Regions from separate parts of the Zea mays genome. Here region 1 is linked to region 2. Evidence: chromatin contacts called from public Hi-C data. All regions are on one chromosome and are shown on one strand. Each heading gives the region's core, a stretch centred on a gene start, on an enhancer-like site or on the middle of the called end of the contact. The rest is flanking DNA. Distances are from core to core; before and after follow the strand shown. Region 1 holds the start of LOC100280710. Region 2 has its middle 28 kb from the start of LOC100274211.

Region 1 (2,958 bases), core at 320-2,819, 130 kb after region 2:
CGAGCTTGTGCTTTGCAGCTCAAATCCCAAGCCGTTGCTTCCGCTGCTTCCTCTACTGCTGCAGCTGCTAGGATTAGCAGTGTCCCAGTAGAACTGGGTGCTCTGAATACCAGTGCCTCCCGAGTGTGGGTTGTCTGGTGACCTATTGAGCCCTGTTGATGTTGAGAGAGTTGATGGCGAAACTGGTGGCATCACAGTGGAAATGGTGCTGCCACTTGTCTCATTGTGGTTAAACCAGAGTGAATTGTTACTAGCACCATTCTTGTTGCCAAATTCATTGCTGTAGCACATGAGCTGTTGGAAAGGGAAATTTGGAACTGGGCCTGCTGTGCGGCAGCCAGTGAGGTTCTCATGACCAGAAACCAGCTGGTCAAGGAACAACTCCTTGGGCGGCACCCTTAGATGTGCGAGGCTAGTAGTTTCTCTGCGATGCTTACCGAGCGCTGGCAGCTGTGGTGATTGTGCTGTCTCGCTGAGAAGAAGATGGCTCGAGTTGCCAAGTGCGCCGCCACTTGAAGGGTCAACATCACTGGACTCAGAGGTCCTCTCGGTACTGGTCGTTGGAGCTGCTTTGCTGCGTTCAACCTCGACAAGGAGCGGCTTGTGGGTGTTGGGGTCAATGCCTTTCTGCCGGAGCTTCTTCTTGATGCTCGAGTTCCAGAGATTCTTAATCTCGTTGTCAGTTCTTCCAGGCAACCTTGTTGCAATCTGAGACCACCTGTCCATGGATGTGGAAAAAAAAAGAAAAAGGCCTGGTTAAAAGAAAGCTTGCTTGGAAGCAATCGGCCTGTGCAAAATTCTGTGTCTGTGATGATTTTGGGCTTAGCTTTTTTACCTGTTCCCCAGTACAGCATGAAGTTCGACGATGAGGTCTTCCTCCTCCTCAGAGAATGCGCCTCTTTTAAGGTCAGGCCTCAGGTAATTTATCCACCTCAGCCTGCAGCTCTTGCCACACCTCTGAAGCCCTGCCACCATTAATTAATTAATTAATCAATCAATTGAGCAGGTACGAGAGGAGGAGTTGGGAGAAAGAAGTAGCCTTGGAGAAGGAGCAGGAAACAGTGGAGATGGACAATTGAGAAGGTAGAGCAAAGCGTGCAGGATTTGATTTTGATTTTGATGGTTGTACCTGCAAGCTTGGGGACAGTGCTCCAGCAGCCATGCCCGTGCTTGGTTATGTGGTTCATGAGCTTCTCATCTTCCTCAGGAGACCAGAGCCCCTTCCTCAGCTTCTGCTTGTAACAGCAGGAGTGCCTCCCCATTGAAAGCAATGCTGAGACTGGAAGCTGCGCTCTGCAATCTGCACAGCCCACACACGGCTCTAGCTTGAGGAGCAGCAGCAGCAGCCAGCAGCACGGGTATCCTTCACAGGTAGCCGCCCTCTGGTTCTAAGAACCCCCTCCTCTTCAACGAATTATTATGGCTCTAGGGCGGGATGATCGTGGAGGAGCTCCTACAGTGGTGGCGTGTGGTAGATAGAGGTGGTGGAGCTTGTGTCGGGTAGGGGAAGAGAACGGCAGCAGCGCTAGTGGCTACTACTGATTACCAGGATTAGGGAGAAGAGAACGGTAGGGTTAAGGGCCACTCTCTTCTCCTTCTTTTAAAGCTCGTGGCTGTGGGAGCGTCTTAGCCTTTCCCTTTGCTTCTCTGTAGAAAACGTGTGTCCTTGTGTCTTATCAGCGCCTCCCCTAGAATTTGTGTCCCTTCATCAACCGTCGGTGGGCTTCAGAGCCCCCCCTGCTGGTACGCTATTACTGCAACGTCACTACCATAAACTACTACAAGGAACTCCCGACAGTTCGTCCTTCCTATATCAAGAAATATTGTTACTTTGTACTCAAGCCAGCTAAGTAAAAAAGATTACACGATTGGGAAAAGGATTGATGCTCAATTTTCTTTTTTGTCTTTTTTTTTTTGGTACTCTGAATGAGTGTGACCTGAAGCAGGGAAACTACACAACCGGGAAAACTTCTCACTCATCAAAACATGTACGCTAGGGTCTCTAGCACCGTCGTCTGTTGTCGCAGAGAGACAACTCTGGGTCACTTGTTACCTGGAGCCAATAATTAGGATGCCGGATCAAAAGCATTTTGCGTTGCAGAGGAACACGGAGCATCTTCCTTTTCCCTCTGTGTCGTGTCGTCCATCCAGCCAGCGAAGCAAATTTTTTTTTCTTTAGGACCCCGAGGGTCTCCAATCAGAAACCTCTTGTCCAATCCCAAAGACGTTCGCAATCAGCCGAGAGAATCGGACCTCCGATCTGTACAGATGATTGCATCGGCTGTGGCTAGAGGTATGTTGGTTGGTTGTTTTTTTTTATGGTTCTGGCGCGAAAACTTCCACGCGATGCCGTGCCTCGGAGACAGGACACACTAGCTAGCTAGGGGTATAATAGTCTGGATGAGGTGCGCCGTGCGCGCGGCTAACCCTAGCTAGCGTTTTGTTTGTTGTATTCCTCCCTCCCCTGCCTGCCTGTCTGCTGGAAGAGGCGTGCGTCCTCCTGGTGTGGTTCATGACGCGATGATTGGAAGATGCAATGCAACGCAACGGGCATCCTCATAGCGCCCCCATGTGCCTGCGGATACCGTTCCGATTAGAAAAAAAGGCAGGACCACGATTATCGTTGATTGAGCGTTTTTTTATAATAATAATAATCATATGGTGATCTGTACAGCTCCTGCTTTTCATTGATGCTCAGAAGCTTCCTTATGCTCTCTCTCTCTCTCTCTCTCTCTCTCTCTCTCTCTCTCTTGTCTCGTCAAGATTTTTCTGGGGGTTTCGTTTCGTTTCGTAGCCTTGCGGGTTTTGCCGGAAGCGAGGCGAACGAATAGGAAATGCGACGCGTGCTTGTTACCGGGGATTAGAACTGGTCTGCGTAAGATTTCTCGTAATTCTAGGTGCTTGGTCATTCATGGATTTTGCTAAGAGCCTCAGTCCCTCGTCTCGCTTGAACCAGCG
Region 2 (2,942 bases), core at 1-2,500:
ATTGTACATCGAACTGTCACTATAAATAGAGGCACAATGCCATGCACGACTCCATTGCTGGAGAACGAAATCGATCCACCTCCAAAGATATGATGCCTTGTCACATTCGAATTGTTGTCACAATCTTCTTTAAAGGTATAATTGTAATCATTTGTAATCAGGAAGGGATAGTAAAAAGAGTGTATCAATAAGAAATTGTCTTGAGTATCTTTATCTATCTTGCTTTTTTTTAAATGTAAAGATCTTCTTCCTTCAGTCTGTCTCTCATGGAATATGTTTGAAGGATGAAGGCCTAATACTTTTAATTGTGTTTCCACATGAATCTTAACATGTTACAGCACCTAGACCGTCTTCTTGGCCTGCGTGGCGGCTCAGCCGGACACAATTAAATTTCTTATTTTGAAATTATTTGTAAATATATATATTTATAATATCGATCATTTGTATAACACAACTGAACATAGGTGCATTACACCTTTTTGCACGGGGATTTCTAGAGGGGGGAGACGTTGTTTCGCTGGGTGGGGAGGTGATTGCGTGGAGATGACTATATAACATGTTGGGTGGAAACTGATATTCTTGCATTTCTCTATATCCAGTTTTTAGGTTAGATGATTTGGATATTACGTGTTATTTCTATGCAAATTGAGGGGCAGGGGTTTTAAAAAAATATTTATGTAAAATAAAAAGAGAAACCGATAAATAGATTTTCTGATAAATGTATATGATAAACATGTTTATCGGTGACCTCCGGCTTCCCTGGTCGCCCGTTCTTGTATATAGGTTGCGATACCGTTATGCAATATATGAGCCAGCTGAATTTGGAGGTTTTTCGATCCGTGCGAGAAAGTCCCTTATATCAAGCGCAGTGTTGGACGCTGTCTTAGCCCACGCGGCTCGAGATTGTTTTTTAGGTAAATTTTGTCAACAGAAAACACTCAAACAAATCCACAGGATCAACCAGATTAGAGAGAGTACTGGCGGAGAAGGAACCGAGGCCGTACGTGCAGCGCTGTAGACTGTAGTCCTGAACGCTGGAGTGGCTGGCTGAGAGCGGCCCCGGCTGTCTCTGCCGACGTGGCCCGACGAGGGGCACGCCAAATGGACAGGGTCCCTTTCGGGGGCCGGCAGCAGGGCCCCGCCTAGACAGGTGGCGCCGTCCAGGAATCGGCCAGGTCAATGCATCTGTGTGGCCGAGGCCCCCGGGTTCAGGGCAGGGTCGGCGCCTGCCGCGTGGACGTGGATCACCTGGAATTAATTAGGCTCTGAGAAGATCGTCAGTACTACTACTTACTAACTACTAGGACTGGTACATACTCCAGTCCATGCAGAGGAGTCAGGTCTTGGCGTCTTCTTCTTCCTTTCCGCGAAACCGGCCTTGGTGTTCCAACGACAACTGCTGAGCGTGCTCTGGAGCGTACTACTAGCAGGAAGGAGTACGTTGTTCCCTTACCTTTCCCTGCGATGTGGAGCATTGCTAACCTAGCATTGCTGGCAGTACTTTGTGCTCGGCACGTGCGCGCGATTAGTCCCCCACGCCTCTCTTCTCGCTATTAATGTGAGTTAATTCGAGGGGCGGTGACGTGACGAGCTTCACCTGTAGCAAGCGAAGCTGCTGAGGAACGAAGGAGCCACCGACCCGTTCTAGCGCTGAGCTCTTTGATTAGAATCGGGTTCTAGTATTATTTATTTTTTGAACTAAAATTATTTAATGACTAACTTATTATTAAAAAAATATTTGCATCGTGATTTATTACCATCTCTATTTAGCATAAATTTGCATCTTAAACATCATTAGCTACTAAGTATGTGGGACCTAACTATAAGCCACTAGGGGTGGGCACTTTTTTACCATAAACCGAAAACCGAACCAAACCAAAATTTTGGTTTTTTCGGTAGTTCGGTTCGGTTTCGGTTTTTGTATCTCAAAAGTTCGGTTTTCGGTATCGTAATCGGTTTTCACCGTATACCAAACCGAAATACAAAAAAAACCGAATTACCTAACTTTATCAATTCTAAAATTTGGCTATTCGATTATATATGTGAACTAAATGTGTGAAACAATTAAATTGTTATTCACTTATTTATATGTGATGTATGATGAATCTCTAAATATTTGTACCTATACAATTTTTACTTTTTAAATTATGTGTAATCTATCATATAAACTTTTTGTATGTGTTGTCGTGAGTACAAGTTTGGTATTCGGTTTTTACTGAAAAACCAAATTAAAAAACCGAAACCGAACTTCTCGGTTTTTCATTTTCAAGAAAACCGATCGGTTTCTAATGTCTAGAAAACCGAAGTTTTTTAAAACCGAACCGAAGTTTCAAAAAAACCCGAATGCTCAGCCCTATAAGCCACTTCCATCCCTTCTTCTACCTCCGGTCGTTGACGAGAGACGTATACATGGTGCGTTGAGTTAGGCCACACCGCACGTCCCCACCGCCCCACTGTCTCGCCCCTGGCGGCCAGCGCCCCTTCCCACGTTGTGTTGGAATTAGGCCCACTAGTGAGTGGTCTAATTTAATAAGGAAACTAAGGTACTGTGTAGAGATGATATGGGGCTTTAGTCTCATATTGCTCATCTAGGTAGGAGAGAACTAACTTATATATGGGAGTGTTCCCTAATCTTTCACATGAGACAAATAAAGGGCAATGGAGGCTGCCACACACGCGCGCTCGTGTTTCACGTTTTTTCGCGTTATTTATCACGTGACTTGGTGACTTGTGACTTGCACGATCACCTCGTGACGTGTTCTAAATGGCAGTTTATTTTTTTCCTTGTGTTTATTTGGTTATCAAATACCACACCTAGAGTCCTAGACTGTCACGTCAACCGAGAGTAATGGGCACGCACGTTACGTGTGAGATCTCCGGGTGGTTGCACGTAGAGAGATTTCAGGGGGCAGTTCCTGAAATTTAGCTGATCAAACCCGTTA

What was found. A called contact is a pair of places that touch in the nucleus more often than the background predicts.
Region 1: a contact with region 2 is called in a Hi-C map of ear, with 2.5 times the contacts expected there. The contact joins the promoter of LOC100280710 here to the enhancer-like site in region 2. A contact is called at or near these places in 3 of 25 Hi-C or Micro-C datasets (ear, leaf and tassel).

The regions. Positions count from the first base shown.
Region 1 is chr3:48,923,137-48,926,094 of Zm-B73-REFERENCE-NAM-5.0, forward strand. It overlaps LOC100280710, which reads right to left and starts at 1,570. Exons shown (of 3, transcript NM_001153629.2): 1 at 1,130-1,570; 2 at 836-965; 3 at 1-718. The coding sequence starts at 1,262.
Region 2 is chr3:48,794,736-48,797,677 of Zm-B73-REFERENCE-NAM-5.0, forward strand. No RefSeq gene overlaps it. Among protein-coding and RNA genes, the nearest start is that of LOC100274211, 28 kb to the left of the region's middle. Within about 2 kb of position 1,251, at least 17 of the 20 cell types and tissues checked have an H3K27ac peak or open chromatin away from gene starts, as enhancers often do. A contact at or near this core is called in ear, leaf and tassel, where this site is marked.